2 separate regions of the Callithrix jacchus genome follow, and region 1 is linked to region 2. The links are chromatin contacts, called in public Hi-C maps. All regions are on one chromosome and are shown on one strand. Each heading gives the region's core, a stretch centred on a gene start, on an enhancer-like site or on the middle of the called end of the contact. The rest is flanking DNA. Distances are from core to core; before and after follow the strand shown. Region 1 holds the start of LRFN3 (leucine rich repeat and fibronectin type III domain containing 3). Region 2 overlaps APLP1 (amyloid beta precursor like protein 1).

Region 1 (2,700 bases), core at 129-2,628, 56 kb before region 2:
TGGAGGTCCCATGAACTGGGGCAGGAGAGGTGAGTCAGGGAGGGGCAGGGCTGGCCAGTGTCGAGAGAGTGTTTAGGGCAGAGCAGGAGCTGAAGGTGGGGCCATGGGAGAATGTCTTTTTTTCTGGAGAAACCCCAAGAGTGCCAAAGGGTACCTGGTACGGTGACCCGCAGCCACAATGCTCCTCCCAACCCCTCCTCACCTTGAGGTTTCAGCAGCCTTACCTGAGCTGGAAGTCGCCCCAGAGAGCAGAGTTCTAGCTCCAGGGAGTCAGAGGTCAGGGCTCTGGAGGGAGCATCTAGTCATGCCTTTCCTGTCCCCAAAGCTTCTGTAGAGGGACTGTGTCCTGACTCGGCTGAAATCTGTGGCAACGGAGTCTCCAGAGATTAATACTTGGGGTTCCAGACCCCTAAATATTGGGCCTCTAGGGTCCAGTTTGGGTTGTTCAGGGTCAGGGTCTCCCAGCTCCAGTGCTGGGATGCTAAGCAGCCAAACGTGGGGTTTAGGGCCTGAGATCTGATCCCGGAGTTCTGCATTCAGATATGGGGGTGCTGAGTCAAGATTGGGAGGTCTCAAGCCCCAGATTTCGGCATTTAGGTCTGCAGTAAGGACTTTGGGCCCCAACTTGGATTCAGGCCCCTTGGAATCCCACGGTCCAGATCTTGGAATTTGAGGCCTGAATCCCAGGGTTTAGGTCCCCAAGAGTGGGTTCCAGGGTACAGTATTGGAAATCCAGTCCCAGATTTCAAGGTCCCAGGCGCAGAATTCAGAGTTCAGCTCTAGGCTTGAGGTTTTAGATGTCAAATCTTGGGGTTCTGCTCCAAATATTGGGGTCGGTGTTCCAAATTGTAGGGTTCCGGCTCCAAATCTTGGGGTCCCAGTAATCGATTTTGAGATTCCAGCCCCATATGTTGGGGTTCAGGCTCCAGGTCTTGGGGTTCCACGGCTGGATCTCGGGGTGCTGGTCCCAGATCAGGGTTCCAGGCTCGCGTTTCCGGATCTCCCGGTTCAGTCTCGGGGTGCAGGCCCCCGAGGTGGAGGTTAGAGAGCCGGGTCTGGGGTGGCGGCGTCCCGGCCGGCTTCCCGGGCTGCGGCGGAGGCTGGCTGGGAGGGAGGATACCGGCTGCGGTGGGGATGGGGGCGACCGGGCAGCCCCAGGGCCGGGTGGGGCGAGGCCTGGGCGCGGAGGGACGGACAGACAGACAGGGACACGCGGGATGGGGGCACCGCAGCACAGGCGGGGCCGCAGGGGGGAGGGGCCGCGCTCAGAGACCCCTCCCCCGCCGGGGCCGGGGCGGGGGCCGGGCTGGCGGGCCGGGTCCGGGCGCTCCCGCGGCCTCCTCGCCGGGAACCCAGGGCCGCGCGCGCACCCGCGCTTAAAGGAGCAGGCTCCGCGCGCACCCGCGCTTAAAGGCGTAGGCACCCGCCCCTTCTCTCAAAGGCGCGCCCCGGCCCCACCTCCCATAGATTCGCCCTGGAGCTGCTGGGAACGAGAATCCCTGGATACAGAGAGACTGAGACAGAGAGACAGAGAAGAACAGAGACCCAGAGAGGCAGACAAAAAGATGGACAGGCTTAGATTGATGTGCAGAGGAGTAGAATGGAAAGAGGCAGAGAGAGATTGAAACAGATGGAAACACACACATATTCGAGAGATGGAAAGGCACAGAGAGTGCGAGACACAGAGAGTTGGAGAGACCAGAGATAAGGACAAGTCAGAGAAAGAAACTGAGCTAGAAACCTGCGTGCGCTCGTCCGTGCGCGCGCGCACACACACACACACACACACACACACTTTAAGACGCAGCACCTGGGCTGTGAGAATGGATATGTGTGTGTGTGCGTTCAGTAACTATTCATAGCCTTGAGTGTAGCGCTTCATTCCAGAGCCACCGGCCCCCAAACCTGTTTCTTTCTGCTCCCCTATCTCAGCACCACCTCCCTGGAATGTCCTTTCCACTGGTGGAGTTTCCTTACCTGGCCATGCCCAGCAACAGGCTTGATCTTTGAGGCCAGGTGGGCTCCTTTCCAAGGCTCCTTTCTCTGTCTGCAAGGGGGAAAACTCGTGCGATCTGGGATTAGGGATAGACCTCAAGACACACTGACAGCCGGGCCCAGGGGCTCTCGCCTGTAATCCCAGCTTCTTGAGAGGCCAAGGTGGGCGGATCACTTGAGGTCAGGTATTCGAGACCAGCCTGGCCAAGATGGAGAAACCCCATCTCTACTAAAAATACAAAAATTAGCCGGATGTGGTGGCAGCTACAGTAATTCCAGCCACTCAGGAGGCTGAGGCAAGAGAATCTCTCAAACCTGGGAGGCGGAGATTATAGTGATCTGAGATCGCACCATTGCACTTCAGCCTAGGGGACAGAGCAAGATTCTGTCTCTAAATAAATAAATAAAATTACCTGGTGTGTGGGGGGTGGTACGCACCTGTAATCCCAGCCATTCAGGAGCCTGAGGTAAAAGAATCGCTTGAACCTGAGAGGCTCAGGTTGCAGTGAGCCGAGATCCTGCCACTGCATTCCAGCCTGGGCAACAGAGTGAGACTCTGTCTCAAAAATAAAAAAATAAAAGAAAAAGAAAAGCCTGGGTGCCGTGGCTCACACCTGTAATCCCAGCACTTTGGGAGGCTAAGGTGGGTGGATCATGAGGTCAGGAGTTTAAGGCCAGCCTGGCCAACGTGGTGAAACCTTGTCT
Region 2 (2,700 bases), core at 156-2,655:
ATGGTGGTGGGCACCTGTAATCCTAGCTACTCGGAGGCTAAGGTCACGAGAATCACTTGAATCCGGGAGGTGGAGGTTGTAGTGAGCTGAGACTACACCACTGCACTCCAGCCTGGGCAACAAAGTGAGACTTTGTTTAAAAAAAAAAAAAAAAAAAAAAAAAGTGAGGAAAGAAAAGAAAGAAAAAAAAATCGTCTCTTCTGCATTATTTATACAAGCAGTAGGAGGAGAAAATAAAACTAATTTCAGTAGGCACGTGCAGACATAATATATCCCTTTCTGGGACATGTGATTGGAATCTCCACACTCCAGGAGGGTTCCTATAGACTCCCCAAGAAGAAATGAAGACTTTGGGGAATGGGAAGGGTGATTCACGATTCATAGTTTCTCACAGAGCTCTCGAAGATTGGGGTGGGTGCTGCGTGTGATTGTGTGAGGCTGAGCAGATGGCAGGGGAAACTCACCGGAACCCAGCCTCCTTAGGGTCCATTCTGGTACCCAGCAGACAGAGAATTAAAAGGAGTGGCAAGTTCAGCACCGCGGAGAGCTCCCGGACAGGGGCCTATCCCGGGTGTCTGGGCCCCGCCCCCGGCACCCCAGACCTTCCTGCAGGCCCTGCCCAGATTTAAAGCTCTGTCATCCCGTTTAAAGAGGCCAAAGCGGCCTGGAGGGCGAGACACCCCGTCCAGCTGCGATTACACACTAATTCTCCCACAGAGACTCAGGCTGGTCTGGTAGGGAAGAGGACTTTATTGGGGGTGTTAGTAGGGAAACATGAGAGGGTGAATTCCAGGGAACAGACACTAGGACCAAGGTGGCCATCACCTTAAGGAGCCATAAATGAACTTAAAAAATAAATTAAGGTGAGGAGGTGCCATGTGGGAGGCTGCTGGGACTATTGGGGAATTTCTTAGGGATGGAATTTGGAATTGAAAAGCGGAAATAAGAATTTCCAGCCCTCTCACAAAAGGGTGTGAAATGATCGCTTCAAGACTCCCTGCTGCCCTAGGCTGGGAGTTGGGGTTCTGGGGATCCAGGAAGAGGGGAGGTCTGGGCTTGGCTGAAGGGGTGAAGGGGTTCCGGTCAGGGTCGTTCCTCCAGGAAGCGGTAGGTGGGGTTCTCATAGCCGTGTCGCTGCAGTTCACGGAGCTGCTGCTCCTCCAGGGTCAGCATGGGGTCCACCTGCAACAGGCAGGGAGGGGAGGGACAGGACAGTGTGGTGCAGGACTGCCTGCAGGTCTCTCAGCTTGCCCACGCTCAGGTTCAGGAACTCTTCCCACACGCAGTCCTTGTGGTTCTCACCTCTACCACACCATGGCTGATAGTCCCGTAGGGCTTCTTCCTTCGCAAGAGCAGCATGGAGAGGACGATGAGGGAGCCTCCGCCGGCTCCCATGATCAGCAGACCCGACACAGCCTCACGGGACACGCCTGTCCCAGCTGGTGCCTGCAGGGAGGGGAGATGGGACAGAGGGCATCTTTGAGGGTTCTGTGTGGCTTTGGGAGTCACAGCCTGGCCACCGACCTCTGCCCTCTTCCCTTAGGTACCCGGCTGTCCCTCCTCTTACCAGCTCATCCCTCTGAATCTCCGATGAGTGGAAAGGGAAACCCCTTGGAACAGACGCATTCACCTGGGGAGCAGGAGGTGTCAAGGACCCAGAAGTCTGGCCTCTGCCTCCTCCTCCCCAGGGGCCCAAGAGGGCATCCTCTATCCTTCTCATTTTCTAGCATCTCAAAGTGCATGTCCTCAGCTCCCTCTTCCCTCAGGACAAGGAACCCAAGCCCCCAGCATCTCCTCCCTCGGACCCAGCCGCATACACCCCAATCTTCCCCTTTGGGAGCCCACAGGTCTGACTAACTTACCTTTCGCTCATACTGTTCCAGCGGGGACATATTCTCTTTCCCAGGGGATGCAGCATCTTGTTCTGTGGACCCTACCCCCCACAGTCTGATCTCATTCTTTTTTTTTTTCTTTTTTGAGACAGAGTCTCACTCTGCCACCCAGGCTGGAGTGCAGTGGCGCAAGCTCAGCTCACTGGAGCCTCAACTGCCTGGGCTCCAGTGATCCTTCTAAGTCAGCCTCCTGAGCAGCTGGGACTACAGACATGCCCCACCACACCCAGGTAACTTTTAAATTATTTGTAGATACAGTATCTCACTATGTTTATAGTGAGAGGGTGTTGGAAAGTACACTGGACTCTACCCCAGGGGGTGTGGGATTCCCAGTGGATGGATCCTGTTCCATTCTGGGTTCAGGGATTCAGTGGGATTTGGAGGCTGGGGTCAACTCTGAGACTCTCACCTTTTGGAAGGGTCATGGGGGTGTCTGCTGGCAGCCAGAGGAAGCAAGGCAGTGGAACAGTGAAGAGAGAAAGGTATCAGCAAAGAAAGGTGGAGAAATATCCTCCCAGGACCAAAAAGAAGGATTGGGAATCCTACAGGGGCCCTACAACCATAGATGTTCCTCCCCATCCTCTCCCAGTCACTGTGATGGTGAAGACACCCTCAGACTGTAGGGGATTAGAAATTAGGCTGGGGGCCTGTTCCCCAATGTCTGCGGGCATCTATGTGAAGGCTCACTCACCATCCTTGGAATCTGGAGGCTGCAGCCCACCCTTGTCCTCACTGCTGCCCCCAGGGGCAGGGGCTTCCAATTCACTGGGACCCAGGTGTTCAGAGTGGAGGAGTTCCTCTGAGGGGG

The links. Hi-C and Micro-C count contacts between places; a contact is called where the count stands out from the background.
Region 1: a Hi-C map of induced pluripotent stem cells shows a contact between it and region 2, with 2.0 times the contacts expected there. The contact joins the promoter of LRFN3 here to the enhancer-like site in region 2. A contact is called at or near these places in 3 of 3 Hi-C or Micro-C datasets (induced pluripotent stem cells and skeletal muscle).

The regions. Positions count from the first base shown.
Region 1 is chr22:32,117,416-32,120,115 of calJac240_pri, reverse strand. It overlaps LRFN3 (leucine rich repeat and fibronectin type III domain containing 3), which reads right to left and starts at 1,378. Exons shown (of 3, transcript XM_002762031.6): 1 at 225-1,378.
Region 2 is chr22:32,061,181-32,063,880 of calJac240_pri, reverse strand. It overlaps APLP1 (amyloid beta precursor like protein 1), which reads right to left. Exons shown (of 17, transcript XM_008987770.3): 12 at 2,584-2,691; 13 at 2,302-2,325; 14 at 1,863-1,933; 15 at 1,568-1,630; 16 at 1,303-1,446; 17 at 733-1,182. The coding sequence ends at 1,084. Among named protein-coding and RNA genes, the nearest start is that of APLP1, 11 kb to the right of the region's middle. Within about 2 kb of position 1,405, at least 3 of the 16 cell types and tissues checked have an H3K27ac peak or open chromatin away from gene starts, as enhancers often do.